2 separate regions of the Pan troglodytes genome follow, and region 1 is linked to region 2. A link is a contact called in public Hi-C data. All regions are on one chromosome and are shown on one strand. The core of a region is the stretch at or near the end of the contact, and the rest is flanking DNA. Distances in the headings are between cores, read along the strand shown.

Region 1 (2,700 bases), core at 148-2,647, 130 kb before region 2:
AATAATGGCTTGATAAAAGCGTCCATCAGACCCCCGACCACCCTTCCTTTCCATGAATTATAACCAACGGAAATCCAGTGCACTTAGCATGTCCAGCTTTGAGTGAAGCCCCCAAGCTTCCTGCCCCTGAGACTGCCGCCCCTAAACCTCTCTTGCATGGATTCTGTAGAGCTGCCCCGACCAGAAGTCACTTAGCCACTCCTCTGCTCCAGGCCTGGTGGCCTGCTGGAGGCCAGACAGTGGGTAAGTCACGCTCAGCAGTGCCTGCAACTCAAGCCACTGCTCAAAGGCTGTTGTTTTATTTCTCAAGTTAGACCACAGGCTCTGTAGCACCCTGGGCCTCCTTGGACACACACAGTGTGACGCTGAGACACAGTCCTCAACGCTGCTATGGTGTAGAATTTTTTGCGGAGAAAGAAAGACAGGAAGGCCTCTTGAGGTCAGTGTGAGACAGGGACACTCCACTGGGGCATAGGTATATCACTCACAGGTTGAAGGTAGGTAGACTGAGGCTCAAAGAGCAAGTGGAGGAGCTAATGTTCAACCCAGGTGGTGTGGAGTCTCAGTCCAGTGGCCTTACCCTCCACGGCCACGTTGCTAGTTATACTGGACAGAGCTCAGACTGTGCCCTGGCCTGTGTAGATGCACCAGAGGTTTTATCTGGGGGTCACAGCCGCTGGGAACGGGAGAGTTGCTGGGGATTGCCAGGAAGGGACAAGGCATTTGTAGGCATGCACCATCTGCTTTTACACTACCCTAGAGTCAAGTGGACCCCCTCCAGCATTTTTTTTCCCTGAGATGGAGTCTCACTCTGTCACCCAGGCTGAAGTGCAATGGTGTGGTATCGGCTCACTGCAACCTCTGCCTCCCGGGTTCAAGCGATTCTCCTGAGTAGCTGGGACTACAGGTGCATGCCACCACGACCGGCTAATTGCCCCTCCAGCATTGTATGTGTCTGACTGCAATGAAGTGTGAGTGTGTCTGTGTGCGACTGTGTGTGTATGATGTGAGTGTGTCTGTGTCTATGTGTGGGCCAGGTGTATAGTCTGCATATGTCTGTGCACATCTGTGTCTCTGTGGGTTGTCTGTGCCTATGTCTCGGCTTGTGTGTGTGCATGCATGTGTGGTCTGTGTGTGTCTGTATGCATGTGGTATCTCTGGGATGTGTGTCTGTATGTCCCTGCGTGCAGTGTAGTGACTTTGGGAGTGTACATGTGTACACGTGTGGTGAGTGTGCGGCCCTGCGCGAGTTGTCTGTGTACGTGTGGTGCCTGTGGGTCTGTGTGCGCGCGTGTGCCCGTGGGTGTGGTGTGTCCTCCCGCGCTGAGGCTCCCATGAACCCAGCTCAGTTCAGGCCTCCCTGACAGTCCTCGGGCGGCCACCCCGGGGCGCGGCTGTCCACGAGGCGCGGAGGAGAGGAGTGCGTGGCTGGGTCGGCGGGCGGCGCCCCCGCTCCTCCCCGCGGGCCGGGCACACGTGGGCCCCGGGCGCCGCCTCCCCGCGCCGCCCGCCGCCCGCCGGGTCCCGCGCGTCCCCACCCATCTCGGGCCGCCCCCGCCGCCGAGCCGGCCCGGGGATAAAGTGGCGGCGCAGACGCCGCACCCTGTCGCCGCGAAGCTGGTCGCGCGCAGCTCGTCCCGGCCCTGGCCCGCCGCAAACGAGGATCCGCTGCGCTCGGGGAACGCGACAGCGGCGCTCGTGGCCCCGGTAACTGCCTCCCGGCCCCTGCCCCAGCCCGCCAGTGCCGCCGTCAGGGGTGGGGAGCAGCATTGGGGTCCCGGACACGCCCGGCGTGGGCTCCCGCTACCCATGTGTGCGTGTGTGTGTGTGCACGGTGTGTGCGCGCGTGTCCGAGTGTGCGCGCGTGTGCGCGCGCGCGCGCCCTCCCTGCTCTTTCGCACCAGCCCCCAAACCAACTTGTCCCCATCAACTCCATCTTTCTAGTCCCCACCTTCCCCGGTGCAGACACCCGGCGAAGCCCACCCGGTTTTCCCAGCGGCATTTCCGATGACAGCTTCGGGGCTACGTGTCCTGTGCTGTCGGAGACGCACAGGAAGCAAAGTTTGTGAGAAGCCTTGGGGGCGACTTTGCCTTGGGCACCCGCATTTGTGCGTCTGCGAGGTGCCTCGGTGTGCGCGGAGCTAGTTTCCCAGTTTCCCGGGCCCCTCCCTTCTCCGAGCCCCTCTAGCGATTTGTTTAGGAAAAGTGATGACATGAACTAGTAGTGGAGAATCGCAGCGACGCTCCCCGCCCTGGGGAGGGAGGGGAGCCCCGGAGAGCCTGCCGGTGGGAGCTGGAAGCAGGCTCCCGGCTGAGCGCCCCAGCCCCAAAGGCAGGGTCTGGGTGCGGGAAGAGGGCTCGGAGCTGCCTTCCTGCTGCCTTGGGGCCGCCCAGATGAGGGAACAGCCCGATTTGCCTGGTTCTGATTCTCCAGGCTGTCGTGGTTGTGGAATGCAAACGCCAGCACATAATGGAAACAGGTTTGTCATGTATCCTTGGAATTTCAGATGGGAGGAATAATCTGAGTATCATCCACCTCATTATTGTGCCCACTTGAAACTGTTCCTTGGAGATTTTAAGATAGATGGGTCTTCTTGCAGCTGGGTCTTTGTACCCATAGAGCTGACTATAATTTCCACTTGATTACAGCTAAAATAGTCTTTAAGATGAAGTTTCCTGAAATGATTTAAAATAAACACA
Region 2 (2,700 bases), core at 26-2,525:
CGTGTCTCTCCTCATTGCAGATTTATGAAGGTGCCTACCATGTTCTCCACAAGGAGCTTCCTGAAGTCACCAACTCCGTCTTCCATGAAATAAACATGTGGGTCTCTCAAAGGACAGCCACGGCAGGAACTGCGTCCCCACCCTGAATGCATTGGCCGGTGCCCGGCTCATGGTCTGGGGGATGCAGGCAGGGGAAGGGCAGAGATGGCTTCTCAGATATGGCTTGCAAAAAAAAAAAAAAATCAGAAATTGGAGAAATCCTTAGCACAATTTTCTTAAAAATAACAGACATTTTTGTTATACATTAGGCTATCAGACACTGGACCTACCTTAATGGTTAGACACTTTATGCAAAAAAAGAGAAAGGTCCCAGGTGATTTTCCACAAAGAATGTGCTAAAATGTCCACTGAAAACAAAGCCAAGCCTCTGCCCCGCCTCTCCCAGCTCCCACAAGGGTTCCAGGAATTCCTGGTGTTCCCAGGACACCAGACTGCAATAACTGGAGGCGCCTCCTTCCTGCCCACCCTTCGCTCACGCCCCAGCGCCCTCTCTGACCAGCCTCCGCTTGGTGGCCTTCCTCTGGCCGTGTGATGAGGTGGTTGCTGTCTCCATAGGGGCCAGCTCCCCAGGGCAGACTCACGTGCCCCTCTGAGGCTCAGAAAATGCCCAGCCCTTCCTCAAAATGAGCAGCCACCCATGACTTTGTGGGCTCCTTGTTAGCCTGAGACCAGGCTTTGCAGAGGGGCGGGAGGTGAGGCTTAGCCCAGAAGGAGAACTGAGCAGGAAACCAAGGCTCTTCTCTGTCCTCTGCCCTTCCCCTCCTGCCAGGGGGAGGCTCAGGTTGGCCCCGGAGTGCTGCCTGTACTCACAAAGGCTGCCTTTCCTCTAGAGTCACTAATTTTACCTGATGCTATGAGAGAATCATATTGAAGATGAAATGTCTAATATATAATGTATATTTTAAAGCAGAGACTATTTTGGTGGATAGGTGGGAGGGAGCAAGGGGAGTTTGAGGGAATCAGAGCTTGATGCTACTGTACAGAACTGGACAGGTTGGGCCGGCAATGGTGGGGCCAGAGGGCTCTGTGCTCCAGGAGCTAAGCCAGCAGCCCCCGAGAGGGGACTTGGCTGGGCCTTTCCTATGGGCAAGGCCCAGTGCTCTTCCTGTCCACCAGGGACCATGGAGCAGTGGCAGCCTATGGGGCTATGATCCCTAGGCCTGGGCCTGGGCCTGCCTATGGCCCAGAGCTACCCTGGGAGTGTCAGTGCTAGCAGCACAGCTACCTCTGGTGGCAGGAGAAGAGAGGCCCAGCACAGCAGCAGGCCAGACCTTCCTGTCCAGGTCTATATGGAGCACTCGGTGACCCAGAGCAGGGACTGGAGGCACCCCCAGCCCTGCCCCAGGCCACAGCAGGACAGGCCAGGACAGGCCTCACCCAAGGCCAAGGCTGGCATCAGCCAATCATTCGGAGCCGAGGCCCTGGGCCTAGCCTGCCCTTCTCAGGTGCCAATACCACCCCAGCCCTGCCCTTGGCCTCACTTTTTCCCAGCAATAAGTGCGGTTCACCACCCGCCTCGGGAATACTTTCCCCTTCTAAATGGGACTTGCTGTTAACTCAGGAGGCTCCTTAGTGCAAATATGACCCTGGTCAGGGCTTTGCCACCGTTGAAGCCCCGCAGAAGGTGCAATCTAGGGGTTCTGGGGCCACGGAGGAGGAGGCCACTTCCCACCAGGACCCCCAACATGAAGTCTAGGCCTCAGGGGCTCCCGCCCTTCTTCCTCCAGCAGCGGGAACTGCCACTGCTCTCCCAGGCCCTGTTGTGGAGGCTAACCTTGGTTCCTGGAGAGTGTGCCCCTCCACCCTCCCTCCAGCAGCCCTGATCACACCATGAGAGCCAGGAACGGGTCACCCTGCTGAAGATCACTCTGTGCCCTGGGGGAGGAGCCAAGCCCTTACCCCACAAGGGGCAGGTGGGGGCTTGGTTGCTGACCCGGCCCAAGTCCCCACAGAGCACCTTCTGTAGCTCCAGCTTGTCTCCCTGGCTTCTCTTTGAAGGAGAAAAATGTAAAATATGCACTGAGAAAGCCAGCCCCGCCTGCTCAGTCAGCCCCGGCAGCAGGGCAGCCATGGGAACTCAGGAAAAGCAGGAACCCTTTCCAAAAGCCCAGAGATGCCCTGGGCTCAGATCTGTAATTCTCCCAGGAGCTGTGATAGAGCAGGCCACACAAAGTCCCTACGCCTCCCTGCCGCCTCCCCCAGATGCATGTGATGGCATCACCATTCCCCAAATTGAATATCGGCATGCGGCCTGACCAGGGACTCTTTAGATGCATGAATTTATTTATATGAAGGCTCTCACAGAGACACACACAGCACTTCAGTAGCATTTGCATTCCTGGTTAAAGAATCACCAATATTTAAAATAAAAACTTTCCTGAAATTGGGACTGTCATGTTATCCAGAAGGGCTGGTACATCTGCCCACCATGTCCCCCTGCTGGGTCAGGAGCCAACACAGGACCCTGCGTGTGAGCGTGCCTGACATCTCACGCACGGCCACTCCAGAGCCGGTCCCTGTCCTTGGAAAGCTGTGAAGCCTTGCGTTGAGTTCCTTCTCGATACTGACGGCTCCGTGCTGACATTCTGAGCTCTGGAGTCACACCAGCGCAGGGGCTTGGAGGAACTGAGGTTTGGAAGG

What was found. A called contact is a pair of places that touch in the nucleus more often than the background predicts.
Region 1: a contact with region 2 is called in a Hi-C map of induced pluripotent stem cells, with 2.7 times the contacts expected there. The contact joins the promoter of MGLL here to the enhancer-like site in region 2. A contact is called at or near these places in 3 of 7 Hi-C or Micro-C datasets (induced pluripotent stem cells and stem cell-derived neural progenitor cells).

The regions. Positions count from the first base shown.
Region 1 is chr2:131,051,786-131,054,485 of NHGRI_mPanTro3-v2.0_pri, reverse strand. It overlaps MGLL (monoglyceride lipase), which reads left to right and starts at 1,397. Exons shown (of 8, transcript XM_003309986.6): 1 at 1,397-1,707.
Region 2 is chr2:130,919,171-130,921,870 of NHGRI_mPanTro3-v2.0_pri, reverse strand. MGLL (monoglyceride lipase) reads left to right here. Exons shown (of 8, transcript XM_003309986.6): 8 at 21-2,700. The coding sequence ends at 146. Among named protein-coding and RNA genes, the nearest start is that of ABTB1, 18 kb to the right of the region's middle. Within about 2 kb of position 1,275, at least 2 of the 24 cell types and tissues checked have an H3K27ac peak or open chromatin away from gene starts, as enhancers often do. A contact at or near this core is called in induced pluripotent stem cells, where this site is marked.